5 separate regions of the Mus musculus genome follow, and regions 2, 3, 4 and 5 are each linked to region 1. The links are chromatin contacts, called in public promoter capture Hi-C maps. All regions are on one chromosome and are shown on one strand. Each heading gives the region's core, a stretch centred on a gene start, on an enhancer-like site or on the middle of the called end of the contact. The rest is flanking DNA. Distances are from core to core; before and after follow the strand shown. Region 1 holds the start of Tigd2 (tigger transposable element derived 2). Region 2 holds the start of A730020E08Rik (RIKEN cDNA A730020E08 gene). Region 3 holds the start of Herc6 (hect domain and RLD 6). Region 4 holds the start of Pyurf (Pigy upstream reading frame). Region 5 holds the start of Vopp1 (vesicular, overexpressed in cancer, prosurvival protein 1).

Region 1 (2,508 bases), core at 3-2,502:
AACTTAGATTTGAACACAAAGAGACCAGAAAATGGAGGCTTAAGAGTCCTCAGCTGTTCCCTAAGACTTGGATGTTATAACAATTTTCAACGAAAGTCCGAGTTTTTCCCTTTGCATTTTAGAACTTAACCTGTTCCTATGACAACGAATAGCTCCAGATAACCCTTGTTTCTCTTCTTCCTCCTTGCTCTTTTCATTAAATTGCAGCCTTACTGAAAGCTCTAAGTTGAATCAATATTGTCCTACCGAGGTTTCTAAAACATTCTCATGATGATCAATTTTTGCCATTACCATGGGTCTTTTTTTCTTTTTCTTTTTTTCTTATGCTACGTTCAAGAAAACAGTTTTACTCGGGCTTGCACACTTAACAGACAGAAACACGGAGCAGGAAGCCTCACAGCCTGACTGTTGATGTCTGTGTCAGACAGCCAAGTGAGTGAACGCTCTCTTCAAGGCAAGGACTCTTGATGAGTACCTATGAAAGTCACAGCGAGCAGAGGTGAGCTGTCTCACCTCTTAGAATGTAAGTGGACAGGCAAACAACTCAGTACTTTAAACCAAAAAGAACTTATTGCTAATGGCAACTGAAAGGGAAACAGCGGACAAGTGATGTCACATGATTCAAGAAAGGATAAAAAACTTCATTGGTGGAAATCAGGACCCAAGGCTGCAACTAGGGGGTGGTAGGCTGGGTGAAGACCATACAGTAATCCTGGTGCAAGAAGATCTCCATGACCACAGAAGTAGCTGCTGGGGTGGTAGAGGTACTCGAGCCTTTGAAACCTATAGGAAAATACCAAACACGTTTTCCTTTCAGTATCAGTCCACCGTATAACTCATACCTACCCCTGCAACTGTGTCTAGGACATTGCCACCTATCAACCTGACAGGTAATAGACAAATAACGCTCGCAGGCACCACCCGGGAGCTGAGAGCCTACCTCCTGACACTACCAGGGCCTCTCCGAGACCGCCGGCCAGCAAGCTCCGAGCCGGACGCTGGGTGAAAGTCGGAGGCAGAGGGTCACGGCCGCAGCCCTACAGCGAGCGACTGGTCACCAGGCGCGCGGGACGCCGGGAAGCAGGGTGCGGGCATCGCTCCGCCTGACCGGCCAGAACGCAGAGCCAGCAGAGGAAGTCCCCAGCGAAGTCGACCCCGCCAGCCACCGCAGAGCGAGCGCGCAACGGAGCTGCGCGGCCGAGCCGGAAGGCAGGGGATTAGGTGCGCGCGCGCGCCCCCGCAGGAACGTGTTGTCGGCGAGGGGCGGGATGCGCGGGCGAGCCCGCTGACGGGGGCGCGGCTTCTGGGGGAGGGGCGGGGCTTGGCCAATGCTCCGCCTCCGGACACCCAGCGTGTGGCTCACGGCTGAGACCAGCAGAGGGCGACGCAGGGTGATTCTAGGTGGCCGGACTTTGCAGATGAGAAGGGAATAATAGCAAGGTTTTCTTTCTGGTAAGACTCAGGGAATATTTTAAGGCCCTAATGAGTTTACAGCTGTAACCTTCCAGGAATCTTCCCTCAAGGACTCTCTTCTGTTATCTTCTAACTAACAGGTTGTTCTGTTAGTATCATTTGGGTAATTTTCCTATATTTGTGTCCAAGGAAGTGAGAGTTGTGCTGTTTTGAGGATCATGTTGTTTTTTTCTTTTTTCTTTCTTCAGTAGCTTAAGATATATTTTAATCATGTTTACAATGTTACAATTTAGTATTGATGTTTTATGAAGTTAAATTATTAAATGAATAGTCTTAAATCCACTGTGGTGTTTTGTTTTGTTTTGTTTTGTTTTTTGAAAAATTATATAATTACCAAAAGCCAAAAATCAAATATTTGGAATACCTACTGTGAAATTTAAGAGATTAAAGGTTGTACTTGATACTTGTTATTTTTCTTAAATCTAGTTATCAAATGTAAAAATAAAAAGGCCCAGGGAGTGCACAGAGCCTCTTTGCCCTCTTCTGCGGCTGCGGCAACACAGAGCCGGATACCAGAGGCCAGCCAGCATGACGGTCGGCACTGATGACCTTAATGCTGGTGCAGGAATATAAGGACCACTTCCTGCTGTCAAAGGGGAATTTCAAGACTTCCACCTGTATCCAGTCCCAGCGTAGAGCCCCTCTCTTGCATAATAGTTTTTTAGGTGGTGTTGTTTTTAAATCCTTCTTCCACAAACTACAACCTAATGTGGATTATTCTGTTTCAGAAGAGGTTGTTTATTTGTTTGTTTCTCTAGAATTCTAGCACCAGGAGAGAGGGAAATCAAACCAAGCATTCATTCACTCTGCAGAGAAAGAATGTTGATTACTGGCCCTCTTTTGTCTCCCAAGCCTTCTCTGTGCTGCTATTCTCAGAGTCCCACCCTTCCACTCTCTGGCCTGCTGGATGGAAATCCTTTGATCTTTGATCTATCTCTGCTGTCCTATGGATGACTTTGGACAAGCCCTAGTTTTGCCTGAAAGTAGACTTCCCATAACTCTCACCCGCTTCAAGCTTACAAGGAAGCAATCTGA
Region 2 (2,508 bases), core at 5-2,504, 2.0 Mb before region 1:
GTTGATGCTTTGTGTGTGTGTGTGTGTGTGTGTGTGTGTGTGTGAGTGAGTGAGAGAGAGAGAGAGAGAGAGAGAGAGAGAGAGAGACTACCAAAGGTGCAGTCATATGTAATATGGAATTTCAGTCTGATTTTTAAAACAAAAAAATTATATATGGCAGTCTCAAGGAGAATTCAGCTTAAAATTAATTGAAGCAATGTTCCACTGTCACAGTCCAGTCAGCAGTTATATAGAAACACAGTTTGCTTCTTCAAAGGACATAATAAATTTGCTAAGGTACTCTGGTAGACACTGACCCAACTTACATCTAAGCTTCAAATTATGACCCTGTAATTGGCACTTGTTTAAAGAAAGCACAAAGGGAAACCAAAACAAACTAATTATTCTATAGCCTAGATGAAGAGTACTCTAGGTTGTCCCCAGTAACTAGATTTAAAGAGTCGGTGTCGACATAAACTCACATAGCAACATTCTCCCAGGGGCTTTGAATAACATCTCTTCGTGTAAAATAGGTGAACATTCTTTGAACAGCCCTCATGGGAAGGGAAGAATGGAGGGTGTGTGTTTCATTTCAGAAGAAAAGTGCTCAACTGCAATGGTTTGACCAGTGAAAGCTGCTGAAAGCAAGCAGGTTTTCTGTCCTGTGGTCTTAGTGGGGACCTGAAGAGGTAGCAGGAACAGACAGCTAGGACTCTCAGAAATGGCAGAGCAGGGGTTCATGACCTCCAAGAAGCACTTCTACCTGTACACACCGGAGTCTACTTCAGACTTCCTTCTTTCGTTTTACAGAGCAGGTTCCAGAAGGGGGGAAAAAAAAAGCAGAATTGCAGAATTGCTTCCAGTTCCAAGCAGGAGGGGCTCAGCGTACACAGAAGGGAACCCCACAACTCTGCCATAAATAGCCTTTCTTCTCACTCGGGATACTAGCCCCTTTGCATCAGCAAGGCACAGCCTCCTCTCAGAAGCACCATTCACAAATCCCTCGGTCGCCCCTTCGCGCACGCTCCCTAGGCGCTGGCACCGTGTGCGCGAGTCCCTAAGATTCAAGCCCAAAGGTGAGGGGCCTGACAGCCACCTGCTGTCAGCGCGGGGTTCACTTTCCGGCCGGGTGACCCGGCGCGAGAACACACGCAGGAGCACCCCACGCCCGCATCCCGCGATCCCGGGGTGCGCCACAAAGCAATCCGTCCACTCTACGTGGCGGGCTCCGGAGGCAGGGGCGGTCGGCGTGGAGCTCCCGCCTGCCCCACCGCACCGCCCCCGCCCCCGCTCCGCAACCGGAGCTCGCGCCAACTCTGCGACCGAGACCCCCGGATTGCAGGAGCGGGCCACGCCGCGCAGTGCCCACGCCCGCCAGGCGAGTCCCCCCCAACCCCCCGCTGGGCCGACGGCCGAGCCGGGGAGAGTCACCTGGTCGCGCTCAGTCCAGGCCCCACGCGAGTCCTCTGCACCGCGTCGCTACCTTGGAGCTGCGGGCTGGTCCCGACGCGGCGTCCACTCCGGCTCGGCCGCTGTCTTCAGCACTCCTCCTGCCGCTCCCGCCTGCGCCACCGCGGCTGCTCCGCCAGAGCTTCGCAGTCAGTCATTCTGAGCGAGGATGGGAGCGGGCGGGGCGCGCGGCGGCCGCGGGTGGGCGGCGGTGTGCGCAGCGGGGCCGCGGGGCGGCTGCAGCGAGCGCCTCCCGGGCAGGCCGCGCTCCCGGCGGCAGGAGGCGGCGCCGCGGCCTCGGAGCGGGTGACAGTGTCGGGCCGGGCGGGGGCAGCCCGAGGGCGGCGTCGGCCAACCGCGTCGCTGGCTTCCGCGCACGCAGCCTGGCGCGGCGACACGCGCACACCCGCGGCCGAATCGGGGGAGGGAGCGGAGCCCGCCGAGCGCCAGATCCCCGCGCCCTGCGAGTCGCCAGGGCAGTAAGGGGCACGCGCGGTGGGACGCTGAAGAATGGGACAGCGCTGCGCCTGGGCTCTCTGTGACAGAGATATTGTCTTTCCCTTCCTGGAGATAGGAGTTATTGCAGTATTCTGTCTGGGTCTTTCCGTGTCATCCGCCCCACGATCGTCTTGACAACTCTGTAGCTAACAAGGTAACAAGGACCCGGCCTCCTTCCCTTTAAACAGGTCACGCCTCCCAGTAACCGTTTGTGGCAGTGATTGTAAGAATGGAAACCTTGGGATTGGCTGGGAGTGGACTCCTCTGCCTACTCTTGCGGTCCTCAGTAGCAACCCAGAGTCCGGAACCAGCTTGACACCATTAGACTGGTGACCTCTTGAAGAAAATGTATCTCTTCAGAGATGGAAATATTTCTGATGCTTGGTGCAGTTGTTTACCTAATTCATTTTCCTGTGATCCTGTCTCCCCTTGCACTGCATCATTTCCTTTAAGGTTGTACTGGGACCTGAACAATTTCCCATTCGTCCTCTTCTTCATCCCCATTCCTTCTATTTATGCCTTTAGCAGACAATACAACACATGGAAACCATTTAACTCTCGCAGAAACATTTAACCCATTCT
Region 3 (2,508 bases), core at 3-2,502, 1.6 Mb after region 1:
AATATAGTCAATGGGAATGTAAAATAGTCCAGTGGTAGAGTGCTTGCTTAGCATATAAAGTGGCAAAAATAGATAATTAAAACCAGAAAAACAAACTAGAACTTTAGTTAGTTTGAAGTTACTTAGAAGTGAATCAATATCATATATAAAATCCCCTAGTGGATTAATGTTTTGGTAAAACCACAACTTCTTGTTTAGATACAATTACAATAACTCATAATGACAAAATTCCTATAAAAATTAAATACATAAGCAGAAGATAAAACGAGGAGCTGCAATGGTCTTAGAGTTGCTTTTGGTGTAATTATAGGTGACTTTTTAAATTTTAAATATTTTATTATTTTTACGTGTGTGTGTGTGTGTGTGTGTGTGTGTGTGTGTGTGTGCGCGCGCGCGCTTGCGCTTGCGCATCACTGTGTGCATATATGTGTGTGCTGGTACCCATAGAGGCATAGGATCCTCTGGAACTGTAATTATAGGTAGTTGTAAACTGCCGCATAAGTGTCAGGAGCTGAACTCTTAACCACCGAGCCATCTCTCAAGACCCTACAGGTGGCTTCTTTAGTACTTTCCTACATCAGCTTTAATGCCGAAAAATGCTATTATACTTTTTTAAAAAAACAAAAAACAAAAACAAAACCTTAGGAGAGAAGATGCCCCAAGTTATTGCTAAGCTTTTCGGTTTGGAAATCAGATTCCCCCCACCCCACCCCCTCCAGAAAGTTCTCTCAGGCTTAGCTTGGTAAGGAGGAGGGACTTTCTTTCTATCCAGAGGAAAGCTTGCTTTTTTGCTTTCAGTTTCTCAATGAAGAGGAATTGGAAACCGAAACAAATACAAACTCCAGAGCTCTAGGAGTTGACCAGTTGATGCAAGCTGCTTAAAACAGGGTTCCAGCTTCTGATATCCCTGGTCCAGCCACCCGGTATCCCTGGTCCCCTGGTCCCCTGGTCCCCTGGACCCGAGGCCCCCACATACTGTCCTGAGCACCTGCTCAGGAGCTTGGAAGTCACCTGGCCTTTCGGTACTCTGGTCTCTCCTCTGGCCCAGCTGTCCCCAGCTGTTGTCCCCGCAGGAATACACCCTGTGGTTGCTGAACAGTAGGAGCGAGTGGTGTTCCCCGCTGGCTGCCTGCAAGAGTTCAATGCCGCTGGTTCCCGCCTTCAGGCGCCGAGGCTTCCGGCTTCCTGCAGCCCAGCTGAAATACATCCCTGCGGTGCACAGCCACCCGCGGCTCTGGTATGTCAGATGGGCTCCCAAAAGCAAGTGACCTAGCTTCCCTAACTCCTCCCAAGGGCACTGCCCAGTCCCTTACGTCATAGTTCTTTCCAGTAAGTGCCTGCTTGTCCCACACCACTAACATCTTTCTCACAGGCATTTCTAGGGTCATTTTGAAACCTGGCTGCTTGAATTTTCAGTACTGAGTATCTGAGAAGACAGGGAAGAAGAAAGTATCTCCATCATGAGTAAGCCACTTGTGAGTCCTGATGCTCTGGACAAATTTCTAGGTCTGTGAAATATTTATTAAGTGACAATATCCACAAGTTGTAGCAATTTCAGTGGCAACCAGTTCCCAGGGAATCTGCTTTCCTTGGCAATTCTAGCTGGGGTTCTTTTATTCCAGTCTTGATTATTAATTTTCAGATCACACATTAAGCACCACATGGTAAACCTATATGTATAATAAATAGATTATGGAGTATGTTCAGGGGGTTACAGAACTTTTTTGAGAATTTCAAAGAGGCCTAGAAAGCCAAAGCTGGGAAGCCTGTAAGGATGTAATTAATAATGAACCCTAACTGAGCTGCAATGGAGAAGCTGCTGTCCAACTGAATCCAACTGCAGAGTAAGGGCAGGGGCCAGATATGTAAAGAAATGAAAACCTTCACATCAAAGCTACACAAGCCAACAGAAAAAAAGTGAACACTCTTTTGCAGGTTTGCTGAGCTCTGAAGGAATTTAAGGGAGACATCTTTAGAGCTGTGTGTTCCAAGGTGACTCTGGCTCTCTCTGGCTCTCTCTCTCTCTCTCTCTCTCTCTCTCTCTCTCTCTCTCTCTCTCTCTCTCTCTCTCTCTCTCTCTCCCTCCCTCCCTCCCTCCCTCCCTCCCTCCCTTTCTCCCTCCCTCCCTCCCCACCTTTGAAAACAAACACAGCACTGAAAGGGTTGTGGGTCACTGTGTTTATTCCCATCTGCTGCAGGTTGAAGCCTCTCTAATGATGGCTGAATAAGGCACTGCCATATGAGCCTAGCAGACTATTATTGAGTCATTTTATTGTTACCCTTTTGTTTTTCTTAGACCAGTAGTATTTGGTTTTGTCCTAGGTTCTGGTTCTTGGTCACCTGAGCAGTGTCAGGTATGGGTTCCTTCCATCTCATGGTGTAGGCCTTAAGTCAAATCTGAAATCAGTTGGTTACTCCACGTGGTTTGTGCCACCATTGCCCTAGCATATTTTCCAAGCAGGACAAATTGTAGATCAAGGGTTTTATGGTTGGATTGGTTTACTTTTC
Region 4 (2,508 bases), core at 3-2,502, 1.5 Mb after region 1:
TCTCAGCCTACACCCAGCTCACAGCTGTAGAGACATTAGCTCTAAATTGTTTTATTGTTTTAAAAAGATGTTTTACAACTTAGGACAGTGCAGGGTAGGCAAGCCTTCTGCTGAGTCCCACTCATGGCCTTAATGTTAGCATTCTTGCCATTTCCTTCCACGCTCCCTCATCATCTGGGTGACCTCCAGAGACCAGTGTTTTTGCAAGGATATCAGAGAGCTTTGCATACATCTTGGGACAGGAGGAGCCTGGGCTGGAGAAAGCAGGTATGCAGAGGAGACATCTGTAAGGTCAGAGTTATCTTTTGCCAGAAGTTCAGCTAAGTGACTTCCTGCCTTTCTTGTTCCTGCCCTTTTGTCCCTTCCCTCATAGGTCACATATAGTGGCAAAGCTTTGAGGCAGAACATGTGTACTTTTCAAGAGCTCAAAGGACGAACATTGACAAGATTTCAGTAGCCATATGGGTTCCCAGCAGACAGCTAAAGCCCCTCAGAAGTGCCAGCACTCCAGAGGCCTTTCCTACACATTAACTCAATCTCAGCTGCCTCTGTTTGACTTTCAGACATTCCCGCCTGCGACTCAAAGCAAACTTTGTTAATGCTGTGACCCTTTAATACAGGATGCTGTAATGACTCCCAACCATAATATTATCTTCATTGCTACTTCATAACTGTAATTTTGATATTTATGAATTGTAAATATGTAAACGTCTGTGTTTTCCTGTGGTCTTCAGTGACCCCTGTGAAAGGATCCTCCTGCCCCCCAAAGGGGTCCAAGCATGCATTAGATGTGCTTTACCATAGTATTCACAACTAACAACCCTCAAGTTGTAAAAGCCTTCACAGCTTACGGAAAAGGAGAAAAAAGCCATTTTCTTCAGGCTCTTAAATTTTTGCTTGTGATACTTACTGTATGATTAATATTAAACCTGCTGTTGCCTCTAACACAATATGCTTGTGTTGAAGAGTCCTTGAAGATAAAACTAAGTTGAAGCCGAGCTCCGTGTGACTGGAGTCCGGTCCCTGACTAATTGGCACCTTTGTGATTAGCCCTACTGAAAAGTTGGACACCTGAATGAGTACTGCTTTAGTTTACAGTTTTGTAAAAGCGGTGGTGCAGCCACTGACCCGGGGAATGTCGGTCTGCCCTGGGAACCACACCACCGACTCAAGCTGTGCTGGCGAAGCAATCAGCAGCGCACCGGGGGCGGGGCCGGGGGCGGGACCGGGCGCCGGGGGCGGGGCCGGGCCAGGGTGACCTCCGCGGCTCTGGTGTGAGAGCAGTGAAGTTCCGAGCGCTGCTTCGTCCATCTTCTGAGCCGCCATGCTGAGCGCCACGTGCCGCAGGCTCGCCCCGGCGCTGCGGAGGCTCCGCGCACTGTCTGCAGTCGCCGGGAGGTTTCTGCAAGTGCCCGGGGCCAGGCTCTGCTCTGACCAGAGCGAGAGGGCTGAGCAGCCCCACACCTTCCACCCGGCGCTGCTGCAGTTCCTGGTGTGTCCGCTCTCCAAGAAGCCGCTTAGGTGAGACTCATCTGCCGCCTTGGCCCGAGGAAGGGTGGTGGCCTGTGGGCCCGCCAGCGGATCAGAAGCTTACTCCCTGGATGCCATCCGCCCGGCCGACCCCTATGCTAGGGTCAGCCCCGCCCAGGACCCGCGTGAGCTTTTCTCTGGCTCGCCATTGGCTGCTCTTTACAATCTCTCCTGGAGGCTTTAAAGAAAGACTTGGTTTCTGAGACTGGCTAGGCTCCAGAACCTTTTGAAACACAGTATCAGGGCCAGCGTCCCGACCGACCTATCTACCTACCTACCTTCCTTCCTCTCTCTCTCTCTCTCTCTCTCTACCTTTTGAAACACAGTATCAGGGCCAGCGTCCGGACCGACCTATCTACCTACCTTCCTTCCTCTCTCTCTCTCTCTCTCTCTCTCTCTCTCTCTCTCTCTCTCTCTCTCTCTCTCTCTCTTTCTCTCTCTCTCTTTCTTTTCTTCCTTTGGCTCGTTTCTTCATTCTTTCCTTTCTCCCCCCCCCCTTTTTTTTTGTCGCACGTGCACTTGCCTGAGTGTGTGTGTGTGTGTGTGTGTGTGTGGAGAGAGAGACAGAGACAGGGAGAGAGACATTCAGACATGATCAAAACTCAGGGCAAATACTATTGACATACTGATCTTTCCAGCCTCTCCATTCTTTGATGGGGGAAGGGGAGACAAGTTTCTCTATTTGGTTTGGTCTTTCCTGGAACTCTTTTTATAGCCCAGGCTAGCCTCAAAGTTGTGATACTTTTCCTGCATCAGTCTCCTGAGAGCAGGAGATTACAGGAGTTAACTACCACTTCTGGCTTCAATCTTTTTTTGTTTTGTTTTTGTTGTTGTTGTTTGCTTTTTTTTTTTTTTTTTGATTTTTTTGTTGTTGTTTTGTTTTGTTTTTCGAGACAGTGATTCTCTGTGTAGCCCTGCTGTCCTGGAACTCACTTTGTAGACCAGGCTGGCCTCGAACTCAGAAATCCGCCTGCCTCT
Region 5 (2,508 bases), core at 4-2,503, 1.4 Mb after region 1:
CAGAATTAAGAATATCATCAGGGCCAAAGCAGAGATTTCCCTGCTCCACTATAACCTATCTACTTAGTGCCTCCACTAAAGGGCTTGATTTTTTATTTTTATCCTGTTACTATAAAACTTCAGGAAGCTATTATTGTGTTGGAACATGGAATTTGAGGGTAATCATGAGGCCAGTTTTTTTTTTTTTCCTTCTTTGCTTGCCAGTTATAGCAGGTATAGTTTCATGGTGTATGCTCTATCTTAACCAAGTATGTGTACTGAAAGTTGGCAAAGTATTTAAGACTCGCCTGTGAGAGATCCGTTTTTCTGTCTTCCCTCCATATCCTGTTGGAGGTGGTTCTGTAATTTAACGAACTCTAGTTGCTAAAAAAAAAAAAAATTAATTCATTTGTGTGCGTGATGTGTTTGTCTGAAGGTATGCATGTATGCCATGTGCCCATGTGATACAACGAGACGATTCTGTTTCCATCTTACATATCCAGGGAGAAGCTCAAATCTTCAGCCTTTCCTGGCAAGTGTTGCTACTTGTTTAGGGATCTCTCTGAACCTAAAGGATTGATTCTATTTCCTGATCTCTGTACTCAGCGTTACGCATCATAGTTTAAACTAGCTGTTTTCTTGTTCACCTCTACATATTTGGCCTCCAGCTCAGGTCTGATACAAGTTCAACCAATGCTTCAGTAAGTTCAGTAAATTCAGATGTCATCTGAGCCTTATTGTTATGTGTGTGTGGAGAGGGGCCAGAGGGGAATGTCTGAGAGAAAGTAAGAATAGTTAGCAGCAATTCCCTATGGTCAAAGAGCCTACCTCAAAGGTGAGGTGCACTGTGGAGTCCAAAGGTGGGGTCCTAGCAGAGTCAGGCAGAAAGATGTTGGCATAAACCTACACTAACCTTTTGCAACCAGCTGTCCTTTCCTTGTGGTTTTAACTGTCCTGGGGCGGAGTGGACCTCCCACCTTACCTACAGGAACCTCAGTGAGAATGTCTCCGTGGCTAGAAACTTCAGGAAGACCCAGTGATGGGTCCATCCGTATCCATCCCCCAGCTCCCAAACCCGGTGTCCTATAAAAACCTTCCCAGAACTATCAAGGTGAGACAAGATGGTCTCTTCCGAGAGAGGAGACATCAGGCCGTCTTCTCACCCAGCCCCGCTGTCTCCGCGTCCCGCAGCGCGCTCCACAGACTTTGCAGGCTCCGAGCCCACGAGCGCGCGCCCGTGAGGTGGATCGGGGGCGCGCGGCGAGGGCGGCCTGGCACGTCCTCGAGCTCCGCCGGCTTGCCGCGCGTCCTTCTGCCGGCTTCAGCTCGTATCCCCGGAGTCCACCCGCCCGTCCCGGGGTGCGGACTGGCCCTGAGCTGGCCGTACAGCCCGGCTTCGGACGGTCCTCGCTGGAGCCATGGGCCGCCGGCTCGGCAGGGTGGCGGCGCTGCTGCTCGGGCTGCTAGTGGAGGTAGGGCCGCCGGTTCCCCGCGCCTTCGGGAGAAGGGACGCGGGAAGGGCATTGCGGAGCTCGCGAGTCTGCGGTGTGGGGCGGCGGAGGGGTCTGATGCCGGGACCCCCTGTCCTCCCTGCGCGCCTCCTCCTCCTGTCGGCGCCCCGTTTCCCTCTCGCTGCTTGCTCGGGCTTGCGTCCCCGGGAGGGACCTTTGTGCGTGTCCACACGCGCTCCCTGTCTCTCGGGGCCTGGGGCGGCGCCTCCCGCAGCTGGTAGGAGGGACAGGGACATTTCTGCCTTTGGAGATGAAGTGCAGGCTTTTAGAGGCGAGGAGAAAAATCCCACGGGGAGCTTGGGTGGTTGGTGTACTGTTGTGAAGCCGCGGAAACTTGATGGTGGGTGGAAGCACCGCCGAGGTACAGCCAGGGTTAGAGCGGGGCTGCGGTCGACTGAACTGCGACATCCTGTGACGCGAACCACCCTTCCTGCTCCAGCGGGTTCATTCAAAGGCAAAAGAGTGGATGTGTAAAATCTGGTGTGTAAAATATGGATTGGGGTTTGGAGGTTTGTTCATACCTCCACAGCTTCAGTATTTTGAAAGATTTTTGTATTAATAAAGTCAGTTTAAGTGGGTAAGGATGCCCCTCTGACTATCACTGTCCTGCCTCAGAAAACTGTAAACTTCCTTGGTTGGGGAGTCAGCGGTGCTTGGAAAGATTCTCATTTATGCTGGAGGAAAAGTCTTTCTTTCCAGGAGAGTTAAGGGAACAGTTTCTCCAAGCTCTAAGTTCGGATCAGAGCAAAGATTGCTCGTTTTTCTTTGAAATACCTCTTTTTTCTTTTCTTTCTGTTTCTCTCGCTCACTCTCTCTCTTTCCTTTCTTCTTCTTCTTCTTCTTCTTCTTCTTCTTCTTCTTCTTCTTCTTCTTCTTCTTCTTCTTCTTCTCCTTCTCCTTCTCCTTCTCCTTCTCCTTCTCCTTCTCCTTCTCCTTCTCCTTCTCCTTCTCCTTCTCCTTCTCCTTCTCCTTCTCCTTCTCCTTCCTCCTCCTCCTCCTCCTCCTCCTCCTCCTCCTC

What was found. Promoter capture Hi-C pulls out the DNA fragments that hold promoters and counts their contacts. Capture Hi-C pulls out chosen DNA fragments and counts their contacts.
Region 2: a contact with region 1 is called in a promoter capture Hi-C map of hippocampal neurons, with 4 times the contacts expected there. The contact joins the promoter of A730020E08Rik here to the promoter of Tigd2 in region 1. A contact is called at or near these places in 2 of 39 promoter capture datasets (cranial neural crest and hippocampal neurons).
Region 3: a promoter capture Hi-C map of pre-B cells shows a contact between it and region 1, with 5 times the contacts expected there. The contact joins the promoter of Herc6 here to the promoter of Tigd2 in region 1. A contact is called at or near these places in 6 of 39 promoter capture datasets (the 3T3-L1 cell line, the C10 cell line, liver and 1 more) and 2 of 9 other capture datasets (adipose tissue and liver).
Region 4: a contact with region 1 is called in a promoter capture Hi-C map of pre-B cells. The contact joins the promoter of Pyurf here to the promoter of Tigd2 in region 1. A contact is called at or near these places in 15 of 39 promoter capture datasets (the 3T3-L1 cell line, 3T3-L1-derived adipocytes, the C10 cell line and 10 more), 1 of 484 Hi-C or Micro-C datasets (CD4 T cells), 1 of 115 datasets of contacts at active chromatin or transcription factors (astrocytes) and 2 of 9 other capture datasets (adipose tissue and liver).
Region 5: a contact with region 1 is called in a promoter capture Hi-C map of adipose tissue, with 4 times the contacts expected there. The contact joins the promoter of Vopp1 here to the promoter of Tigd2 in region 1. A contact is called at or near these places in 3 of 39 promoter capture datasets (the 3T3-L1 cell line, hippocampal neurons and pre-B cells) and 2 of 9 other capture datasets (adipose tissue and liver).

What each region holds. Positions count from the first base shown.
Region 1 is chr6:59,207,614-59,210,121 of GRCm38.p6, reverse strand. It overlaps Tigd2 (tigger transposable element derived 2), which reads right to left and starts at 1,252. Exons shown (of 2, transcript NM_001081145.1): 1 at 941-1,252; 2 at 1-783.
Region 2 is chr6:61,179,556-61,182,063 of GRCm38.p6, reverse strand. A730020E08Rik (RIKEN cDNA A730020E08 gene) reads left to right here and starts at 1,254. Exons shown (of 3, transcript NR_040287.1): 1 at 1,254-1,357; 2 at 2,003-2,080. It overlaps Ccser1 (coiled-coil serine rich 1), which reads right to left and starts at 1,739. Exons shown (of 11, transcript NM_183310.2): 1 at 1,411-1,739.
Region 3 is chr6:57,579,736-57,582,243 of GRCm38.p6, reverse strand. It overlaps Herc6 (hect domain and RLD 6), which reads right to left and starts at 1,252. Exons shown (of 23, transcript NM_025992.2): 1 at 1,012-1,252. The coding sequence starts at 1,207.
Region 4 is chr6:57,690,822-57,693,329 of GRCm38.p6, reverse strand. It overlaps Pyurf (Pigy upstream reading frame), which reads left to right and starts at 1,252. Exons shown (of 2, transcript NM_025574.3): 1 at 1,252-1,521. The coding sequence starts at 1,325.
Region 5 is chr6:57,823,870-57,826,377 of GRCm38.p6, reverse strand. It overlaps Vopp1 (vesicular, overexpressed in cancer, prosurvival protein 1), which reads left to right and starts at 1,253. Exons shown (of 5, transcript NM_146168.1): 1 at 1,253-1,451. The coding sequence starts at 1,398.